5 separate regions of the Mus musculus genome follow, and all the other regions are linked to region 2. A link is a contact called in public HiChIP or PLAC-seq and promoter capture Hi-C data. All regions are on one chromosome and are shown on one strand. Each heading gives the region's core, a stretch centred on a gene start, on an enhancer-like site or on the middle of the called end of the contact. The rest is flanking DNA. Distances are from core to core; before and after follow the strand shown.

Region 1 (4,063 bases), core at 1,228-3,727, 130 kb before region 2:
GGGAAATGTATCTCCATCACCATAAAGAGAATACACATCATAATTATTTAGCTTAGTCTCCTCATTAAAGAGACAGAGATGGGAAATGCCTACTAGGTTTTAGGATGAGTAAATTTTGCGGGGTTTTGGTTTGTTGTCTGGAGATGAGACCTTTATTTGCAGCCAAAGCTCACTGCAAACCTGACTGAGAGGTTTCCCCTTGATAGAACACAAGCGAAACAAGTTTCAAATCAAGATCTGAAACAAACTGTAAAACTGTATAAAAGTTGTTTTCTTATAAATATTTAACTACCATTTTAATTCATAAAGTTGGGTGAATTTTTACTAATTTAATACAAATTTACTACACACAAAAACAAAAGCAAAACAGCCAACTTAACAAAATCTACCTGAATCAAAAATCCTTAGCATATGAAGTTAGCTATGATAGGTTTTATTGCTGTGAGAGTTATCACTGTAAGTCTCAGGCACTGGGGAAGCCAACCAACACTGTGACAGCAGTGTAACGGCTCTGCCCAAGGGATGGAATATAGATAAGACTAAGGCAGCCCCACCACTTGTGCCCACCACTCTGTGTGTGTGTGTGTGTGTGTGTGTGTGTGTGTGTGTGTGTGTGTGTTTGTGTGTTTGGAATAACAGGGACCTGTATTAGTTAGTTTTACACTGCTGTGACAAGACACTATGAGGAAGACGATTTGTACTAGAAAGGGTTTGTTTGGGCCTAAAGTCATCACTAATCCCAGCACTTGGGGGACAGAGGCAGGAGGATTTCTGTAAATTTGGGATTAGAATGAACAACATAGCAATTCCCAGGCCAAATAGAGCTACTTTAAGAAATTTTGTCTTTAAAAACAAAGGACAGGACTTTAATGAAATGTGAGTAAAAGTCTGTTGTTGTGATTTGGTGTTTTGGTTTTTTTTTTTAAGTAATGAGAATCTTAATGTTAGTGGCAAGGGAGAGAAAGTGGGGAGGGTGAAGTAAGCATAGTGCCTGCCTGCTTTTGGAAAGGAAAAAAAATTTTTTTTCCAGCTAAAGGTATTTGTCTTTTAAAAAGCAGTCAAGCGAAAAACAGAAGTGAAAGATTCATTTGAAATTATTAAATGAAGAGCAGTCTCTTTGCTGTGAAAACTTAATATGCTCTATTTAATAAACAGTGTGATGGGGCTGGATAATCTAAAAGATAAAGGCTTACTCAGCATGGTGGCACAATGCCTTAGATTCCCAAACTTGGGGGCAGAAGCTGGTGGATCAATATGAGTTTCAGGCCAGCCTGGTCTACAGAGTAAGGTCCAGGTCAGCCAGGGCTAGATAGTGAGACCCTGTCTCAACAACAGAAACAGTAGTGACCAAACGCCAATCTCCTGATCATCCAAAAGGAACCACCACCTAAAGGCAGCCACTGGGATCTAAGAGCCCCTTTCCTAAATGAAGCTATGATTTAAACACTAAGATAAGCTTACAAAAGTGGAAAGACACCAAATGACTGCAATGGATTATTTCAGACATAAATATGGCCAGGACTGGCTCTAGTCAACAAGTCCAGATCACAGCAATCGCCATAAATTAATGAAAACAGAAGCGGAAGGATAGAACACCACAGAGGTCTTCTCACACAAAAAAATATTTTGTGTCATTGCCTATTTTATTAAAATGGCACATTTATTTTAGGTCAACAACAAGCATAAACAGTGATAACTTATTCAAGGCGGTTCCCCCGTCACAATGTGACAATGAGTACAATTGATGCATCTACTCCACTCATCAATAACTTAACCACTTGAGCCAGAGACTAACTATTTGATCTTCTAAAAGCAGTGAATCATAAAGCAAGATGAAGAAAACAGTCTTGAAGACAGGAAAACTCAAGGCATTTGTACAAAGCAAAAATAAACATGTATGCTGGGGATGGGGGAAGTTTGTAGTTGAATATGAAACCAATGGAAAAGAGAACCGGACAGTGTGAAATTGGGAACAATAAAATTGGTAAGAACTACAAATATTCCAGAAACAGCAAAGTGTTAAACACAAGCCAATGTTCTAGTAACACCCAAGTTCTGTGACAACCGAATATAAAGTGTGAACAGCCTGCTGGGTTCCTCAGCATAAATAATGGGTTCTCGGTTACACGGCAAGACTGACATTGGGTTTGTTACAACTCCACAATCATAACACTTAATACTCATCTAAGATCAACTTTTTAAAAAGCACACACGCGCACGCACCCACACATGCACACACATGCACACACATGCACATTATGATGGATCAAATCCTTGAGTTGCACCCAGTGCTGAGAGTGAGCTTTGGGGGCACGTGTCTCCCAGTCTGCCTATTTTGGTCCAGCCTAGCAGCTGTGGCAAATGTTGGCGGTGCATCAGCAGGACGCAGCAGCTGCATGTGTTCTCTGGCAGCAGACTAAATGCAACGCTTGTCCTGACTGACTGAGAAGGCAGGCCCCAGCAGCTGCACCAGTCATTCAGATGTTTATTGTACTAGCTCACAAAGACGGTGTCTGGTGGTACATTCTAGAGACCGCACAGCTAAGGGAAGCCTCGTCTCTCTGGAAAGGGCATCTGAGAGCCATGCTGACAGTCAAGACAAAGCTTGGCGTCTTCCTTGCCACACCGTTTCCTGAAGCCAGCTACTGAGTCCTGAGGCAGAGGACTTTAAATCTCTAAAGACATCCTCTCAGGCCTGTGTTTAGTGCTTAGACTTCTCTTTCTTGAGCTTTAAAAATTTTTTTTCTTTTTTAAAAAAATCTTGGCCTTTCAAGCATGTCTTCCATATATACCATTCTAAAACATAAAGCTGACTACCCAACATGTCAGCTTTAAGCTCCCCACTCATACAGTGTAATTTTTCAGAGTCTAGTTATAGAAGTAGCAATGGAATTTCTATTTTGATCTAGGACACAGAAAAAAAAGGGAGCAGACAGTATTATTTCATCCAAGAGACTGTGATAGAAAACAAGATTCTTTGTGATCTGATCCTAACTAGTCTGTGATATTCTCTGCTAAGAACCCTGTGCTCTTGTTAGACTAAACTACTTACACTTCTCTCAAAGGCATCACACTCTTTCAAAACTGTTTCCCCCTAACTTCTGAGGTTCTGCACAGCCTTTCTCTGATGAATGGCCCTGTATGCTATTAGCACGCATTCAACCTTAAATGCAGAGCTCCAGTGTCCATTACTATGGTGTCTTGCTTGAGCCACTCCAGCATTATGCTATTCTATATACGTGACACACTCACTCTAGTCTATCAACAGCTGAGATGGGGGAGCCATAGCTGATAAGTCATAATCCTTGCCTACAGCATGTATTTCATGAGGAAGAAGATCTTGGTACTGGGCACTATCCACTATACTTATTAATTTCTCCACAGTTTAAAAAGTTAATTTCCAATCCTCTGTGCCTCAGGAGATTGGAGCGCGTCAACAAAGTGGCTCAGAGAGTGACAGTATTTGCCAGAAAACCTGACAACCTGAGTTATAGCCATAGAACCCACATGATAGACTGGAGGTTCTCAAGGTCTGGGTCACTACCCTTTGGAGGTCGAATGACTCCTTTTTACAAGGATTGATCGCCTAAGACCACTAGAAAACAGAGATATTTACATTACAATTCATAACAGTAGCAAAATTATATGAAGTAGCAACAAGAATAATTTTATGGTGGGGTCAGAGCACGTGACTAAGGGTTCAAGTTGACATGCTTTGCAGCATGCAGCGCACCCTAATATCTAGAAGAGAGATGGTGGAGAGGTGAGGTGACACGCTATGGTAAGTCTGGAGTGCAATGGAATAAAGAAACAAAGCTGGTGACAGACGTGTACTGAGGAAAGCTGACAACCTGTTGGAAACAGTCTAGAAAAAATTAATAATAATAATAATAATAATAATAATAATAAAGAATTGTTCAAAACCATCTTCAAGGAGGGCAACTTCCTAAGCAACTTTCAAAGAACTGATTGGCCTTAGTCTTTATTTCATAGCCAAAAGTAACACCACTTTAATGATCTCTACTTTTTGACCTGGAAAAGTAACTATAGAAATCAGTTTTGA
Region 2 (4,059 bases), core at 522-3,021:
AAAGAAAGAAAGAAAGAAAGAAAGAGAGAGAGAGAGAGAGAGAGAGAGAGAGAGAGAGAGAGAGGGAGAGAGAGGAAGGAAGGAAGGAAGGAAGGAAGGAAGGAAGGAAGGAAGGAAGGAAGGAAGGAAGAGAGAGAGAGAAAGGGAAAAGGAAAGGGAACAGGAAAAGGGAAGGGAAAAGGGAAGGGAAAAGGGAAGGGAAGGGAAGGGAAGGGAAGGGAAGGGAAGGGAAGGGAAGGGAAGGGAAGGGAAGGGAAGGGAAGGGAAGGGAAGGGAAGGGAAGGGAAGAAATGGGAAGAAAGCAAACCTCACCAAATTGAAGTGACAGCAGGTGACCTGAACAGCTGCCTGACAACATGCTGAAATAGGCAGTTATGAGTGACTGGGAAGCAGAAACACTACAAGGCCACCCTGAAGTAAAGGTTAGGGGGAGGACATTTAGCTGTTAAGAGTTTGAGAAGAAGCATATGCAAACAAATTCAACTGGCCCACAGTAGCCAGAGACAGGCTCACCATCCCTCTCTGAGCTAAGACCTCATGCAAACCATGAAGGACAGAATCCCAACTGAAGATAGCCACATTGCACCTCCTCCCTTCAGCCTCAACCCTGGCGGAGCAATCCTAGCAAGGGTTGCTGATTCTGTCCGGATCTCTTCCAATAGACCCGCATATAGAGATGGTGTTCTTCCCAGACCTATCTATCACCTTCAAAGAGAAACTATTTATCCATTCCAGCACCACATCGTGTGTGTGTGTGTGTGTGTGTGTGTGTGTATGTGTGTGTGTGTGTGTGTGTGTGTGTGTGTGTGTAGGGGGGTGCTGATGGTATCCACATTTTGAATGTTTCTACTATGGTAAATAGATTTATGCCCTAGTCCATTATAATTTAGCTCTCTTCTATACTACTTACCCAGTATAAACATCCAGGTTTATTTTCTATATGCTTATTTGTATTAGGTCCATCTCAGGGTTTCTGCCTTTTTTTTTTTTTAATGCTTCTTGCCTTTGTCATCTCGGTGGGCTACACACACTGCTCATTTCAAGGTTTTTCAAGATCTCCCCCTCCGGAATTTTCATTACTACCAATGCTTCTCTATCAGAGCATTCCTTAGTGCTGTTCTTGACTCTTGAATACACATCCTTAATAAAGACATCCCTTAGTTTGGGGGGTGGGGGGAGGAGGTGCTGGGGAGCTTCGGAATTAGTCTCTGAAGTTTTGTTATCTACATACTGAGGGTGGTCTCTTTGTTAAAATTTTAGCTGTCCAGACTTTAAGGTCACGCGATTAGTATTCCCTTGGGAATCACTGGGCCTTTCTTTGAAAGAGCTGTCCAATTTTCAGGCCACACTAAATAACTGCCCATTCAGAAGCTTGGCCAGAAAAGAATGTCGGTGTTTTCCGGCAGGTAAAGGTGCCTGGGGGTCAGGGAGAGAGGGAAAGGCAAGGGGTGGAGTGGGAGGCGGGTGATCGACAGGGATAGAAACGGTGTCTCCTCCTCCCACTGAATGCGAAATAGCCAATGGGGTGGCTCGGCCGGGCCGGCCGGGCGGCCAGTGCCATATAGTATGCAGCAACCGGAGGAGTCACGTTGGGGGAACGGCAGAAAGCAGCTATCCGTTTACACTACTTTGCTCTAGCAGCTATCTTAATGGTGACTGCGTGGCCTGGGGGAAACCTGATCGGCCAGATCCAGCCGAAACCGGGAGGGAGGGAGTGGGCTTTCCGGAGGGGGGAGGGGGAGGGAGGCGAAGAAGGAGGAGTAAGAGAGGGGGAAAGAAAGAGGAAAAGAGTGCGAGGGAGTGAGGGAGGGAGGAAAATAAACAACAAAAAATGTCCTCTTCCTCCCCCACCGGGCAGATTGCAAGTGCGGCGGACATCAAGCAGGAGAATGGGATGGAAAGCGCCTCGGAAGGACAGGAGGCGCACCGAGAAGTGGCGGGGGGCGCGGCGGCTGGGCTGAGCCCCCCGGCTCCAGCTCCTTTCCCCCTGGAGCCGGGGGACGCCGCGGCTGCCTCCAGGGTAAGCCGGGAGGAAGGGGCAGCGGCGGCGGGAGCGGCAGATCAGGTACAACTCCACTCGGAACTTCTGGGCAGGCACCAGCACGCAGCCGCCGCGCAGCCCCCACTGGCCTTCTCGCCGGACCATGTCGCCTGCGTGTGCGAGGCGTTGCAGCAGGGGGGCAACCTGGACCGCCTGGCCCGGTTTCTTTGGTCCCTGCCCCAGAGCGATCTGCTACGTGGCAACGAGAGCCTTCTGAAGGCGCGAGCGCTCGTGGCCTTCCACCAGGGCATCTACCCTGAGTTGTACAGCATCCTCGAGAGCCACAGCTTCGAGTCGGCCAACCATCCGCTGCTGCAGCAGCTCTGGTACAAGGCGCGCTACACCGAGGCCGAGCGAGCGCGCGGCCGGCCGCTGGGCGCCGTGGACAAGTACCGGCTGCGCAGGAAATTCCCCTTGCCCCGCACCATCTGGGACGGCGAGGAGACGGTGTATTGTTTCAAGGAGAAGTCGCGCAACGCGCTCAAGGAGCTCTACAAGCAGAATCGCTACCCCTCGCCGGCTGAGAAGCGGCACCTGGCCAAGATCACCGGCCTCTCCCTCACCCAGGTCAGCAACTGGTTCAAGAACCGGCGGCAGCGTGACCGAAACCCCTCCGAGACCCAGTCCAAAAGGTGAGCGCCAACTTTCCTCCTCCCCCTTCCTCCCCCCACCCTTTCCCAGCTTTCTTTTCCTCCTAGCGCTCGAAAACATGGCGCTTACCTTCCCCACCAGCCTGGTCCGGCTGCCCACCTCTCCCCGCCCCCCACCTCGCTTCCCTACCGGGGTGGTAGGGGGGACGACGGTGGCAACGAGCGGGCGGGGGATCCTCCCTCCTAACCCTCCCCCTCCTGCCCCCAGAAGTTTCTGGTCGCCCTCTTAGGTCCAGTCCCCGCCCCCACCTCGGCTGGTCACTGCTGCCCGGCTTCCCACCCCCATCCTGCTGCCTTTGAAGTTGCCACTCTCGCCTTGGTTCTTTTAGGGAATGTGTGCGCACGCTGCCGGCAAGGCTGCTCTCACGGCAGCTCTGGGCCCGCAGGGGCTGCCGGCGCCGGCCGGGGTCCCTGCCTCCGCGGGGTTACCCGGAGCCTGGAGTGCGCACACGCTCCAGGGTACCCAGGGTTCGACTGAAGCCCGGGCTTGCCCTGGAGGTCACCAGGGGCTCTCTGGAAGGAAAAGGAGAGTTAATGGAGACTAGTGGCTCAGATGGGGTCTGGGGACGTCGAGGCTTTAATATGACAGAGTTAATCATTTACCCTGCCCGCCGCGGTTCCCATCGCTGCTAGGGCAGCGTGGGGTGTGGGTGCTGCTCGTCTCTGCGGTGTTTTGAAACCTGATTCTGAACAACTTCGGATCGGGTTACAGTGCCTCAGAGGTGGCAGGACTGAAGGACAGTTTCTTGGACCCCCTAACACAGCATGATCCCCTACTGACTTTGGGAATAGGAGACAAGCCGGCTGGCATAAGGTGGGCAGCAGGAAAGAAGTAGGGGAGCTATCCACTCAGTCCTCCTTCAGCCATCCTACACACACACAGACCCACACACACTCTCTCTCTCTCTCTCTCTCTTTCGTATAAAATGCAGGGTTTTTGTTTTGTTTTGTTTTGTTCTTCTCTTTTGTGTCTGCTAGAGTCAGACCCTTGGCTGTGTGTGGGTGTTTGTGTGTGTGGGTGTGTTGTTGTTTAGGTGTGTAGTGGTTGTTGTTGCTGCTGCTGCTGCTGCTGCTGCTGCTGTTGTTGTTGTTGTTGTTGTTGTTGTAAGGGTAAAGTAAGCAGAAGGTTGATGGCCCCCTCCCCGCGGGGATTGGGGAGAAGAGAATCAAAATGCAGTTCAAATGTTTTGCTCTGGGAAGGAACCCGGGAGCCATGGAAGCAGCCAGCCTGGGCCAGGTGAAGGTGATCACCCTGCGCATTCCAGAGCCCTCCCTCGCTACTATGCCCTGCGCCCGGGTGGAGCTGGAGGCCCACAGCTCACCCCAGGCAGGGAGAGAGGCGCACTGTGCAGCCCTGACCCTTGTTGC
Region 3 (4,130 bases), core at 129-2,628, 250 kb before region 2:
TTGGAGTGTCTACCATACTCCTTCCCACTGACTGGCTCTGGCTTACCCTTTCCGAGGGGTACCACTCTCTCAGGTGCTCCCATCAGTTACCTTTTCAAGGTGTTCTCGGAGCTACCACATGACATAGTACAATAATAAATGACAGGGTGGCTATCCATATATTGCAAACACTTCAGTGTCTTGCATAGGAAACTAGCTTTGGTGACAGTGAAGGGGGCTGGTCTCCATTCTCCCACCTGAGCAAACCCTGAGGAGACTGAACTGCTATTTAAATGCATACTAGCTAGCAGAGGGGACAAGGACACAGGGGACGGTGACTCTGACAGGAAGTATCAAGCAGCATCATTGTAAACACCTTTGTGCCACATCCCAGGGACTCAGCCTGCCTTGTTAGCTTGTACCACTGAAGATTCGGAATCACACAGCCTACCGGGTGGTCCAGAACCCAGTCTTGGGGGTCAGTCAGTCTTCTTCCTGAGTCCTGTCAGCGCTGACATTGTCCCTGAATCTGTTCTATCACCTTAAAGAAGGCAAAGGATAAGCTTTCTGTGTTAGAGTGTCGTGAGAGGGCAGGGAGCTGATAACAGACAGTAAGGACTCAGTAATGGTTGCTCTGCTTATTTTATTGACAGAAGCATTTTGGCCGTTCGGAAGAGAAATTACCATAAGCTAGGTGGTCAGGGAGGGCTCCATGGAACATGAGACTTGAATGGGCCTGAGAAGATGGTTTGGGATTTCTATAGGAAATGAGGAGAGAGATAGGTTTCATGATGACCACAAACACAAGACTGGCTGGTCTAGACCCTGTTCCAAGTACTTTGGTTTCTACCCTTTCATCAGGCATCCTGGCTTAGGTAGCAGCCCCTCCCAGGCCTGCCTCCAGGTCTGGCGATTTCCCCTCCTCTCTGAAACCCCTGTGATTTGCTACATGCCATGTGGCCTTCTAATTCCATCCCAAGGCTCCAGAGGTGCAGATCTGCAAACCAGCATGATTAGCCACCCTTGCTGGCTTCCCATTCAGCATATAAATCTAGTGCCTGGGATTACCTCATGCCAGAAACCCGACAGCCAAGTCAGATGGTTTAGGCATTAATAGCAGTGAGTGCTGCAGAGACTCAACAATGCAAACCTTCCCAAAATGAACCATCCTGACCTCCCTCGCGCTGACAATGCGTGTGTGACATCATGTGTAAATGAGCCTTAAATTTGAACCAGGTGCTGAGAGCTGTCTGGCGTCTCCTGGCTGCTGTATTAACCACGAACATGCACAAGAGGATTCCGAGGCAGTAAAATGGAGCGGGACCAATGGCAATGACCAGGGCTGAGCGCGGCAGCTGTGGCGATGAACATTCAAATCACACCCACGCGGTCGGGCCCAGGGCCCCCAGCCCCTGTAAGGCGCATTTCCGGAGGGCCGGGGAGCCCAGGGAATTTGGCTGCCTTCACTCAGAGGGTAAAGCTTCCCATGCAAATCAGACCACTGGACTTGCTTCCCAGGCCTGCTTCAGAGCTCTGGTTCCATTTGCATCCCGAGGGCAGGACTTGGCGTGCCAAAGCACAGCCCGACACAGCAGTTAGTCAAGGGCCTAGAAGGCTGTCACTCACAGGTATGCAGAGCCCCGGATGTGTTTTTGGAAGACCCAATTTGCTTTCAAACAAGAGTTGGCTTTGAGTCCCCCGATGCTGTGATTCTCACCAGGTTGGGACCTGGAGATAAAGGTGCCTTTGTTCACCTGGCACCACAGACTCCCTTGATGGGGCCTCTCCCCACGACTCATCATGTGTCTTAAAGGCTCTGGAACACTAACATCTGGAGGAATTGAATTAGGTGTGCAAAATGGTTGCAATGTCCCAACCACTGTTAGTCGTGGGTAGGAGAGAGGAGTAAAAACGTATTGGGGAGAAATAGTTCTTAAAAAGTAAGCCAGAAAAATGTAAAATGGTTTTTGCAGGCTTTGTTTTTTTTTTTTTTTTAAGTGTTTCCTGTTCATAATGCCCGACCCCAGACTAGTAACAGCACAGCTTGAGTTCTGATTCACTAATAAACCCACAGAAGCCAGAAACAGGAAGGAGAGAAACCCGGATACAGAGTAATTCTTTCTTAGTGGGGATCTGGGAGAAGCCCTACATACCCTGATGAAAAGTGGGGCCAAAGAAAGATGGCGGTCTGCATCCTACATTTCCTGTTTGAATTCCAGGTTCAAAGAATCCTTTCTCGCTTAGAAGGATGACTCTCCCGAGGGCACTGTGCTGCCCTGTGAAGTCTCTGGTTTGGGAGAGGGTTGAAGTGAAGGTGGGTAGCAGGTCTTTAATGGAGACAGAAAGGGCAGGGGTAGAACCCTTCCTGAAGGTCACGTTATTTTCTATAAAGAAATGAACTGTATATTCAACACATCAGAGTTAGGTTTTCAAAGGGAAGGAGTAAGCTACGTAAGGCTTGGAAATTCTTCCAGAGGAGGCGAGTGCGGGGTTTGATGGACAGTAAGAGTTATAAAGAGAAACACAAAGGCAACTGGATGAGTGTGGAGGCAGAGTTCACGGGAACCCCCTTTGTAATAGGACCTCAGGCTGAGCTAGATCACCTAAAACTCCAGACAAGGTCCTCACATCCACCAGCTTTAAGGCCTGAGAAAAAAATTAAGTATAGGTTTTGACATGGCCAGCCCTTGAAGGCTAATAGTGCTTCTTTTGGAAGATGACAGTGGTGTTCAATGCACAGGTGACTTCCCCTTCTGTTTTTTTAAAATCAGGTATTGTTCTACAGCCTTCGATGAAACTTGTCTCCTGCTTGAACAAAGTTCAAGTTAAGTTTGGCTTCCAGAAGTCTCCAACACCTGGCTCCCTCCCTCCTGCGTGCCTTCTGCTGCTGCACACATCTTTGCTGCTAGACACATTTTTCTCACTTTAAACTATACCTTGTAGTTTCCTTTGCTTTTGGTAATATTCACTCTGCAAGCAAAAGCCCTTCCTCTTCCTCTCAGTTCCCTTCCAGTTATCTTTCAATTTTATACCAGCTGTTACTTCTGCCACATTTTCATTCCTACTCCAGGAGGCAGGGAGCTCAGACCTCTGTGGACCTTCCCAATGGAACTTTTAACATTCTTCTTACACACACACACCTATATGTGTATGTGTATATGTATGTGTATATGTATGTGTGTGTGTATATATATATATATATATATGTTCTTTTTTCCAGCAAGCACCCATGAGGGACCTAGTGTTTACATGGGCCATGCAACAGACAAACTCTGCCCTTTAAGAATACTATCCTAGTATTTCGTACAGGTTGCCTCCATTGAATTATAAGCAACTAAAAAACAAATCCTAGACTTAGCAACATATACCTGTCATGTGCCTCGGTGACAGTGGAGTCCATCCACTCATAACCCTTCATAAAGGTCGGGCAGAGCACAGTTCTAGGTTTCAAGAAAATGGCTAAAAATGTTGTTAGCGAGTTTTATTTCTCCTTCTGGAAGTGACACTGTAGAATGTTTAGTAACTGCGTCTGGGAGTCATTAGACATCATTTGGGGGATTTGATTGAAAACAAAATTAGAAAGGCTTTCTTTTCCACTGATATTATGATGCACAAATGTGCCCAACCATTTAGTCTGGCTGGTTAATAAGCTGAGAATTATTCTGGATGACTGAAAACAAAGAATTTCTCTGAATGCAAATGAATGATAAATCTTTTAGACAGATGTGGAGAAGCTTCATGAATTTTGCTTCTCTATGAAATGTAAACATTACCCTAGTTTAATCATCCCTGATTGATTGGAGATACATTTGATAAGCTGATGATGTTTTAAAGTAAGAATTCTCTGTCAGTAACCCTCAAATTTATTTGAAATGTTGGCAAAATTCTGGACATTTATAAAGCAAGGATTAAATATTTTCCTTTACAAAGCTTATGAATTATTGGAGAAAAAGTCAACTTAATAATTTCTATAGTCAAGATTTGTTTTAAACATTTTCTTCTAAATATAATTAAGGTCAATGAGTATGAGACATGAGGAAATCATAACTGAATTTTTTTTTTTTCGAGACAGGGTTTCTTTGTGTAGCCCTGGCTGTCCTGGAACTCACTCTGTAGACCAGGCTGGCCTCGAAATCAGAAATCTGCCTGCC
Region 4 (4,516 bases), core at 1,024-3,523, 240 kb before region 2:
AGCTATCTGGATTCTCAAATGAGTCTACATTCCAGCTGATTCTGACATGCCTTAACTAGCTCAATGGCTGGGCACTTCTAGTCCTCTCCGAGGCTAGCATACATTTCCCTCTGGTATTCCTGGCTTAACACCTTCTAAATCTATGGGTTTTTTGTTTTATTTTGTGTGTGTGTGTGTGTGTGTGTGTGTGTGTGTGTGTGTGTGTGTGTGTGTGTTTTGTTTGTTTGTTTGTTTTTGTTTTTCGAGACAGGGTTTCTCTGTATAGCCCTGGCTGTCCTGGAACTCACTTTGTAGACCAGGCTGGCCTCGAACTCAGAAATCCGCCTGCCTCTGCCTCCCGAGTGCTGCCCAGTTACTTATTGGGCAGCAGCCCCACCCACCCCACCCCCAACCCCCAGGGCTGCTTTCCCTTTCAACCTACATTGCTGGATAACTTTCTCCTGCAGCTCTTAAATCTGATCCCTTTCCCCCTCAATCATGGCGATTCTTCTCTCCCCCTCTCTGTCCCTTGCCCGTACAATCTAAAAGTCCCACCTCCATTTTTCTGTCCAGCCATTGGCAATTTTTTTTTTTTTTGTAAATTATCAATTGAAGCCAGCTGAGGACAGGGACCCTCAGGCCTGGAAGCCAGGCTTTGGGAACCAAATTAAGACCTTTGTCTTAGAACCAAATCCCAATAGCAGACTGCTGTGAGTTCAAGGCCAGCTTGGTCTACACAGCTAGGTCCTGCTTCAGACACAGAACAAAACACAGAAAATGAAACTTCCAAACAAAAGAGTGACTCTGCACATTTAAGAACATTTCAAGTATTTTGAGTATTTCTAATTTTGGTTAAAATTAAAATGGCTAAATTCCTATTGCTGCTCTGTCCGGCTTCCCTATTAACAGTTTTCCTGAGTGTAATTTTCATATATGGCACCTTCCACAATGATCCCTTCTTGTTTATAGAGAGGTAAGTTAGTCTTCATAATAAAAACTTTTTCATTTGTTGACCCAGTCAAAAATGATGAGCACTAAACTGAAGCTTCCGACCACAGCGCCTGTGAGGAGCAGGAACAAAGCCTGTGGAGACAGAAGAGATGCTGAGTGTGAGCCTCCGTCCTCTCCACTGCGGACTTTCATTCAGTGTCAGTACATGGGGTCTCAAGCTGTGGCTCAGGCTAGCCTTGAACACTCAGCAATCCTCCTGCCTCAATCCCCTAAGAGCTGGGATTACAAGCATGAGCCATCATGCCAGACTCTAAAATGAACTTTGTAAATTAAGATATTCTGTCTTCTTAGATACAGTAATAAACACACTATTCCTTAAAATAGAAGCCTTTTTAAACAGTTGGAAACAACCTACCCCAAGCTTTTTCCAGGAGAGGAAGTCCTCTCGGCTGAGTTTAAGATAAAATAACCCTGGGAACACAAAAATCAAGCATGTCGATGTGCTGGCGCCTGGAGAGGAAGAAACAGGCCGTGTGAGCTCAGCTGAGAGAGTGATGACTTTATTACCCCTCTGGCTTTTGTGGGGCTGGAGACCAAACCTGAGGAGCCCACCCGTGCTGGGAGACGCTCTTCCACTGATGAAACATCCCCGTCCCCTTTACTACATGGGTTTTTTTAAAGTGGGAAACTTACCAACCACACCAAATACATTTCTAATGTCCGGGACATAGATGGCGAGCACCACGATGATGGCGTTGAGCGCTGCTGTGGTCAGGGAATGTCGGATCCAGGAGAACGGGTAATTGGAGAACAGGATCATCATTAAAGCTTTCCTGGCCTAAGAGCAGGGGAAGGAGGTCAGGCGAAGGGTGGAGGATGGAGGGCACAGCACTTGCTTAGAGGAGCACATGTACAGTAACCATAATATTATTACCCCAAATCATTTGTATTCCCCAGACACAGCATAAACTGTCATTATGCGGTGTTTTTATTCTCATAAACCTTTCTGAGAGAGTGTCATAAAAATTATTTTTCTTAAATTCCACACAAAGTTTCACAGGCGATTTTTCCAGAAAATATAATTTAAAGAATTACAAGCCATAACACTGCGTTACGAAATCACAAAGAACAACTTTCATTAAATTCAACAGACAAACTTTCAAGCATAAAAAAACAAAACATGGCATGGAAGAGAAACACCATTTTCTGTTTTGTTTTGTTATCTGTTCCATGGTGTGGAATGCAAAAGCATTCCCACATCTTCCACTGCCAGGGCAGACCACTGGCAGCCACAGCCCACACGTTTCTGCAGCCCCGGCCGGACCCCTGACCCTGCGGTCTCACAGGGAGGGCAAGGATTCCTGCAGGTCCCGTCTGTAAGAACTCATGTGAGTTCAAGACACCCAGGCAGAAGCCTTTCTACCCAAAGCTGTTGTTTTCATTTTCACGGAAATTCTTCAGATTCTTCTGTGCAGCGACTGGATGCAGAATGGGAATCTGCTCTGCCTCCTAAATCTTAGAGCGAGTATAAAGCCTTAGAGTGAACCAGCTTCCCCTATGGGAAGAGGCTGTAGACCAAGAAGAGCTTATTTTTGCTGAATCGACTTTCTCTTCTTTGTGCACATTCTTTTGAAAACAGAATATAGGAAGACACCACCCCCTGCAACCCTAAAACTTTAGAACTATAGTTTCTAAATTGGAAACAAAACTGAGGGAGAGGTAAATCTAAAGGGAACCTCAGAGAGCACAGATTAGCGTCCGTCGAGGCTCACTGTTATTTCTGTGCTTTCATGGGACCATGTGCTAGTATGAGGTCTTGGATCAATTACCTGACAAATGAATAAGATACACAAGGCTAGATGTGATTCAGAGGTTCTGGTCTGCAAAGCATTAGTGTTGCCATATTAGGGAGCCACGACACTAAGCAACAAAACCTTTAGGCATACTTACAGGGAAGTGGATTAGAGGGGCTGTCAGAAGCACGGCGAATAGTATGCACAACTTCACAGCCATGACAATAACATCATGTGGCAAGTATTTACTATAACCTTGTAGCAATTCTGACTCCACTTTGTCTGTAAATAAATTAAAACAACAACAGCAGCAGCAATCAGGGTCGAATAATAAACTTTGTACCACTATGCCAATAATACCAAAGTTATTTTCTGTTGCATTACTGGTTTATACTAGGCTTGGATACCATTCTGAAATTAGTTTCTGGCCTTTTTCTCTCTGTACTAGGAAATACAAAGATACTAAGCATGTCCTGAGATGTATGCTACTTTCTGACATGTATTACAGAGTTGACTTCCTTATTTGGGGGTGTCTGAGCCATTGCACATATGTGGAGCTCAGAGGACATGTGGGACCTGGTTCTGGGACCAAACTTGGTTCACTGAGCTTGGTGGCAAGGGCTTTCACCTTCTGGGACATCTTGCCAGCCCATGTAAATGCTTTTGTATTCTTTTAAGAAATTTTTAATCAGTACACACAGGATCTTCAAAATTACGACTAAAACAATTAACAATATCTCTTTAACCAGGTGTGGTGGTGCATGGCTGTAATCACAACTATGGGGAGGCAGAGGCAGAGAGGCAGAGAGGCAGAGAGGCAGAGGAATCTTTGTGAGTTTGAGGCTAGTCTGGCCTACTTATCAATGTTCGAGGCCAGTGAGACCTAATCACAAAAACAAAGTAAAATGAAACACAAAACAGAAACCAAAGCAAACTCCTTAGAACTTGTCCATACTGTTAAGGAAAGGGTTTACACACTTGTGCCTATAAAGTGCTTACATGTGCACTGGTGAATTTGGTCACCATAGCAATATGAGATATGAAGGCTCAAGAGTGCCAGGCAGTCTGCCTAAGAGCACACTGTGTGGGGTAGGCAGAGCACCCCACGCTTGTGATATAGTGACCCCTCACCACCAGTGTTTCTCAGATTCCACGATGTCCTGTGCAGGACACACTCCAGGGATTGCTTACACTTCTGCAGAGTGTTTTGTGTACAGTATCAGCTCTGTCCATTTCCATCTTGCGTAAAAGAAAGAATGAAGGGTCAAGAAAATGGCTTGCTTAGTAAATCAGGTCCATTCAGAGATAGGACTGAGAGAAGCCAACCAGGCTCTCTACCTGGTAGCTTCCTTCCATTCGCACTGTTCCCCTCACCCAGGTCACCTAAGAACAATGATGGTGTTCAACCACACCTCAGGACCTCTAGACAAAGATCAGTTTAGACTTAAAATAGGACAGAGTTTTTAAATCCCACAGACTGGGATGTCGGGCTGTATAGAAGAGAAGAAAGTGTGCGGGACAGGACTTCATTACTCCTCATTCTTCTGACTAGCTCTGGCCACTGTGCCTTCCAGGCTAGAGACTGGAACCCCCAACTGTGAGCCAGAGTAAACCCTTCTCCCTCAGGCTGCTTGGCACCTCATGCATTTTGTTGCAGCAATGAGGAATGTAACTAAGATAGAAAGAGGAGTGTATTATGATCTGAACTACATACAAGCACAGAGTGGACAAAAAATATCAGAAACACAAACACAGAAAATCAGTGCCATAATCACTAAAGTAACAGAGGCTCT
Region 5 (3,981 bases), core at 607-3,106, 160 kb before region 2:
AAAAAAAGGGCAAACAAAACAACCCCAAAAGGATTTCTATCAACAAACAAAGCACATGGTGAGCTGCCTCAGAAACTCTAACTCTACTCCTTATACCGCAAACTCAATGCTAACCACACGAGTAAGTAATGGAATTTAAATCCTCCCATTTTTGACTTGTGTTTTAGCTGATTTTTATTCACAAACCGAATAATGGCACATTACTCTCTTCCCAGATCCTGAAAAGAAAGGTCCCATTTGGTTCAGACCCAGTAGAATCCAAGCACTGCAGTATTTGTCAACAGTCAGAAAACAACTGTCACAAATGGAATTGGCTCTCCCAGCTGTAATAAAAGTCCATGTGCAGCTAACTATTGATTCACGGCATTTGGTCTGGCTTGCTTCTGGGAAAGTTGAGTCACAGCATCCTGGCTTGGCAAGTCCAGTACACACACTTGCAGTGTGCATCCAGCGTTTTATATGCTACGCAGAGAAGCCTGAAACAGCTGCACAGCTGGCAGGCAAGCCCAGACCCCGTAAAATACCTAAAACAGTTGCATCTTCTAATTTATGATGGTGCACTGTTTCCATAAAGAGTATATAAAACAGTTCAGCTTTTATAAGGAAAATGTAATAAACAGTCATACTCATTGAGGCCATAAATGCATTTTTTAAAAGTTTATCTAAAATGATTAATTAGTGTTTGAAAATAGTACTTCTTGAACAGTCATAATCCAATGCAGTGAGCAAATATTGTTAAAGTTGAGTTATTAACGGTAAGTTGTGTGATTCTCATTGCCAAAATAAGTCAATTAAAGTTTCTTTGCATAGCACTGAAGACTGCGCATTCCCCTGTGCAGTCACTCACACTGAGCATGTCTGGCCGGGGTCTTTAAGAGTCCTCCCTACTTAGATTGCTCTTTTTGATCTCCAGAACTGCACAAAACTTTTACTGTTAATTGTTTCAAAATATTTGAACCAAGGCAATCTATATTAATTCCATTTAGAAATATAGTTGATCTTACTATTTGGTTGTAGGGTTTTGTTTCTTGGTGTTTTATTCACTGTTTAAATCCTTTAATAATTCTGGTATACCGAAGCTCTTTAAGGATCTGCCACACTAGAGCCAGATGTCAAGAACTTAGGGGTTTGCCTACTTCCCCGCCTGCCTCCACACCTGTTTTTTCTTCTGTGATCATTATAAATGACATCTCTTGGGACTATGTCAGAGGTCAACAACATTTAATGTATAATTTTATAGAACAAAACAAGAAATATATCTTATGCAAATTCATTTCGAGAAATCAAGCTTTCTGGGTCCTGGACATAATAGCTCTACTTAGCCAATGCCAAGACACTAGTTGTGCTTTTCGTGGCTTTATTTTAAATATCTATTAAGTCTTATACATAGAAACCAGTGTGGGATTGCTTATTTTGGTAGCTATAGCCCTATTTTTACTGAAAACAGACTAAATTTAATTTTTTAAAAAATCAGTATTTTCTTAATAAAGTGTAACAGTATACTTTCAAAAGCGTTTATAATTCTTATATAGAGGACATCTTGAGCTCTAACTTTTGCATGGTCTGTCTAAAGTCACCTTCCTTTGCTACTATGCATCATAATCACTACCGGACTCTGGAGATGGAGGAGGAAAAATGAACAGTGGACCTTAGAGGAGAAAGGAGTTGAAACATTAGACTTGATGGGTTTTCTGGGCTTCAAGTTAAATCATCATTTTTCCATCTCCCTTTTAGCAGTTTTTACTCCCCAGTAGGTGGTATAATTACGCTTTGCTTCAGAAAGCCTTTGTTTCCTCAGGTCTGGGCTCCTCTTACCATTTCCTTTCCCCTCAGAGCCCTGCACTGACCATCTGGCAGACACCTTGGACTCAGCTCCTGCTGCTGCTGGTCAAACAGAGCTCCCAGGAAGGGCCAGAGTGCAGAGCAAGCCAGCAGTGCCACTACAAGCAGTGTCACAGCCTCTATGTGATAAACCCTGGAACATGCCCCTGGAACAAGTTTTAGAATTGAAATGGAAATAAAAATGGTTTCATATGAGTTGCTTCTCTTTTAAATTACTAGGCCCTGTTTCGACCTGCATTCCGAACTGGTTCAAAGTAAGAAAGGCCGTGAAGCCTGGAGAATAAGACCTGCTTCTTGCAGAACAGAGTGAGCTTTCCGCATGCTTCACTTTGAGACTGGCTCTTCCTACATTTCCAGGGATGGCCTCAAACTACTGAGTTCAAATGATCTTCCTGTCACAGGCTCATAGCTGTACCAGGCTGTAGGGCACCCATTTAAAGTTTGCATTTAACACCATGAGTTAACAGACCTGCCCCATACAGTTCTGTGCTCCGGATGTCAAGACTAAGCAAGAGCGCTTAGAAGTGTAAGGACTTCATCCCATGAGCTTGGATGGTCTTGCTGGTAGAACATGACTAAGATGTTCAAGGCCCTGGTTTCAATCCCGCGCACTGCACTACCCTATGGCCCACAATGTTTAGCCATAACTACACAATATTTTCATTGGACCAGGGAGATAACTTAGTCACTAAAGTGTTTGTTATGCAAGCTGAGGACCCAAGTTCGATTTCTGGCATACACATAAAAGATACGTGTGTTGTGATCCATATTTCAATCCCAGTGCTAAGAAGGTAGAGGCAGGAAGATGGGTGGAGCCAGCCTTGCTATCCTGGTGAGCCAGAGCAATGTGAGACCTGTTTTAAAAGAGGTGGCTGATGCTCCTGAGGATAATACACTGGCCACTACACGTGTACATGTAGGTATACCTACACCCACAGACACACATGCAACACTTCACAAAAACAACTAAAAACAACAACAATAGGGTACTCAGACTAGTGCTAAAATGCAACATTCTTTAAAACTAAATATATCACTTAACTAAATATATCCCTTAATGTGCTAGCCTAACTAAGCACAACAATAGAATAAGATTGAATGGATAACTGTATATGCAAAGATAAATGAAGAAGCTACTATGATTCCAATGCTGTCCAGAATTCTGCAGGTAGTCTGACTATAAAAGCACATGGCTTCATGAAGTCCAACCTAATAACATAACTTCCATGGATGGTTATCCCGTCACTCTTTATTGGTCTAGCCAGTGGATAAGGATTGAAGGTGAAAAAGAAGCTCAATAATAAAGCTGTTTCACATTTATACCAACATACTCAAGAGCAATTATGCCAGATGTCTAAGCCATCTCAAAAGCAAGGCTTAGCTCTGGAAATCCATAGGCACACCCACCAGGATTTACTACTCAGTCCAGACCGTTACACAGATTCTAACATCAGCTGAAGTAAACTACAATGTATTGCTACCCAAGGCTATACTATGCATTTTAGGATAAAGTAGCTCCCACTGTAAATTTATAATCATGTAATGCAACTAATGTTTCCTTGATTTGAGTATAAACTAAAGAACAGAGAAGCCCTGGCTATTTAAGTATGGTGGCAGTGTTGGATATCCCTACAGATTGACCTCTAAGGATAGATTCTGTATAAATAATAGACATAAACATAGGAATATCTTAAGAATTGGGCACTACGGTGTTCTGAATGTAGATTGTTCCCCACTGTATTTGAATACTTGGTCTCTGGTTAATGGTGCTGTTTTGGAAGAAGTTGTAGGGAGAGTTAACCTTTCAGGAGAATACACCATTGGGAATAAGCTTTCAGACTTCATATATTTGACACACGTCCTGGTTGCTCCCTCCTTGAGGTTAAGGTTGAGAGAATCTGATCTCTCAGCCACCTGCTTCTTGCTGTCATACATCCACACCATGATAAATTCTTATCCCTCTGGAGCCATGAGACAAACTCTTCCTTCTACAAGCTGCCTTGTGGTGTTTTACCACAGCAAAAGAAAAGTATTTCTAATATAGGCACTGTAACATAAACTTGGATAAATTCACCACTATCCACAACAGCCAATAGACCAAATGATTTTTCATAAATATTGAAAATATTTACCAAAATC

What was found. Promoter capture Hi-C pulls out the DNA fragments that hold promoters and counts their contacts. HiChIP or PLAC-seq counts read pairs in DNA pulled down with a chosen protein or histone mark.
Region 1: a contact with region 2 is called in an H3K4me3 HiChIP or PLAC-seq map of neural progenitor cells, with 35 read pairs. The contact joins the enhancer-like site here to the promoter of Six4 in region 2. A contact is called at or near these places in 4 of 39 promoter capture datasets (3T3-L1-derived adipocytes, the HPC-7 cell line, macrophages and 1 more), 1 of 15 datasets of contacts at CTCF or cohesin (the NIH/3T3 cell line), 1 of 484 Hi-C or Micro-C datasets (rod photoreceptor), 9 of 115 datasets of contacts at active chromatin or transcription factors (CD8 T cells, bone marrow-derived macrophages, craniofacial prominence and 5 more) and 3 of 9 other capture datasets (adipose tissue, liver and pancreatic islet).
Region 3: a contact with region 2 is called in an H3K4me3 HiChIP or PLAC-seq map of embryonic limb bud, with 3 times the contacts expected there. The contact joins the enhancer-like site here to the promoter of Six4 in region 2. A contact is called at or near these places in 8 of 39 promoter capture datasets (the 3T3-L1 cell line, the C10 cell line, the HPC-7 cell line and 5 more), 1 of 484 Hi-C or Micro-C datasets (embryonic stem cells), 8 of 115 datasets of contacts at active chromatin or transcription factors (the NIH/3T3 cell line, craniofacial prominence, embryonic limb bud and 3 more) and 2 of 9 other capture datasets (liver and pancreatic islet).
Region 4: a promoter capture Hi-C map of cranial neural crest shows a contact between it and region 2. The contact joins the enhancer-like site here to the promoter of Six4 in region 2. A contact is called at or near these places in 6 of 39 promoter capture datasets (the HPC-7 cell line, cranial neural crest, embryonic stem cells and 3 more), 12 of 115 datasets of contacts at active chromatin or transcription factors (the 230-238 cell line, craniofacial prominence, embryonic forebrain and 9 more) and 4 of 9 other capture datasets (adipose tissue, liver, macrophages and 1 more).
Region 5: an H3K4me3 HiChIP or PLAC-seq map of embryonic limb bud shows a contact between it and region 2, with 2.9 times the contacts expected there. The contact joins the enhancer-like site here to the promoter of Six4 in region 2. A contact is called at or near these places in 4 of 39 promoter capture datasets (the 3T3-L1 cell line, 3T3-L1-derived adipocytes, the HPC-7 cell line and 1 more), 1 of 15 datasets of contacts at CTCF or cohesin (the NIH/3T3 cell line), 4 of 484 Hi-C or Micro-C datasets (muscle stem cells, myocytes, neural progenitor cells and 1 more), 10 of 115 datasets of contacts at active chromatin or transcription factors (the 230-238 cell line, the SCID.adh cell line, bone marrow-derived macrophages and 6 more) and 3 of 9 other capture datasets (adipose tissue, liver and pancreatic islet).

What each region holds. Positions count from the first base shown.
Region 1 is chr12:73,240,510-73,244,572 of GRCm38.p6, reverse strand. All of the region lies in intron 7 of Mnat1 (menage a trois 1), which reads right to left. Among named protein-coding and RNA genes, the nearest start is that of Trmt5, 44 kb to the left of the region's middle. Within about 2 kb of position 2,477, at least 62 of the 459 cell types and tissues checked have an H3K27ac peak or open chromatin away from gene starts, as enhancers often do. A contact at or near this core is called in neural progenitor cells and stem cell-derived neural progenitor cells, where this site is marked.
Region 2 is chr12:73,110,957-73,115,015 of GRCm38.p6, reverse strand. It overlaps Six4 (sine oculis-related homeobox 4), which reads left to right and starts at 1,771. Exons shown (of 3, transcript NM_011382.3): 1 at 1,771-2,673. The coding sequence starts at 1,832. It also overlaps a transcript of Mnat1 not described here.
Region 3 is chr12:73,364,914-73,369,043 of GRCm38.p6, reverse strand. The region is part of intron 3 of D830013O20Rik (RIKEN cDNA D830013O20 gene); the gene reads left to right. Among named protein-coding and RNA genes, the nearest start is that of Gm40442, 36 kb to the left of the region's middle. Within about 2 kb of position 1,378, at least 62 of the 459 cell types and tissues checked have an H3K27ac peak or open chromatin away from gene starts, as enhancers often do. A contact at or near this core is called in craniofacial prominence, embryonic limb bud, embryonic stem cells and 2 more, where this site is marked.
Region 4 is chr12:73,349,003-73,353,518 of GRCm38.p6, reverse strand. Slc38a6 (solute carrier family 38, member 6) reads right to left here. Exons shown (of 16, transcript NM_001037717.3): 13 at 2,881-3,005; 14 at 1,624-1,768; 15 at 1,346-1,440; 16 at 1-1,062. The coding sequence ends at 982. Among named protein-coding and RNA genes, the nearest start is that of Gm40442, 51 kb to the left of the region's middle. Within about 2 kb of position 2,273, at least 23 of the 459 cell types and tissues checked have an H3K27ac peak or open chromatin away from gene starts, as enhancers often do. A contact at or near this core is called in craniofacial prominence, where this site is marked.
Region 5 is chr12:73,266,571-73,270,551 of GRCm38.p6, reverse strand. All of the region lies in intron 7 of Mnat1 (menage a trois 1), which reads right to left. It also overlaps a transcript of Trmt5 not described here. Among named protein-coding and RNA genes, the nearest start is that of Trmt5, 18 kb to the left of the region's middle. Within about 2 kb of position 1,856, at least 10 of the 459 cell types and tissues checked have an H3K27ac peak or open chromatin away from gene starts, as enhancers often do. A contact at or near this core is called in embryonic limb bud, where this site is marked.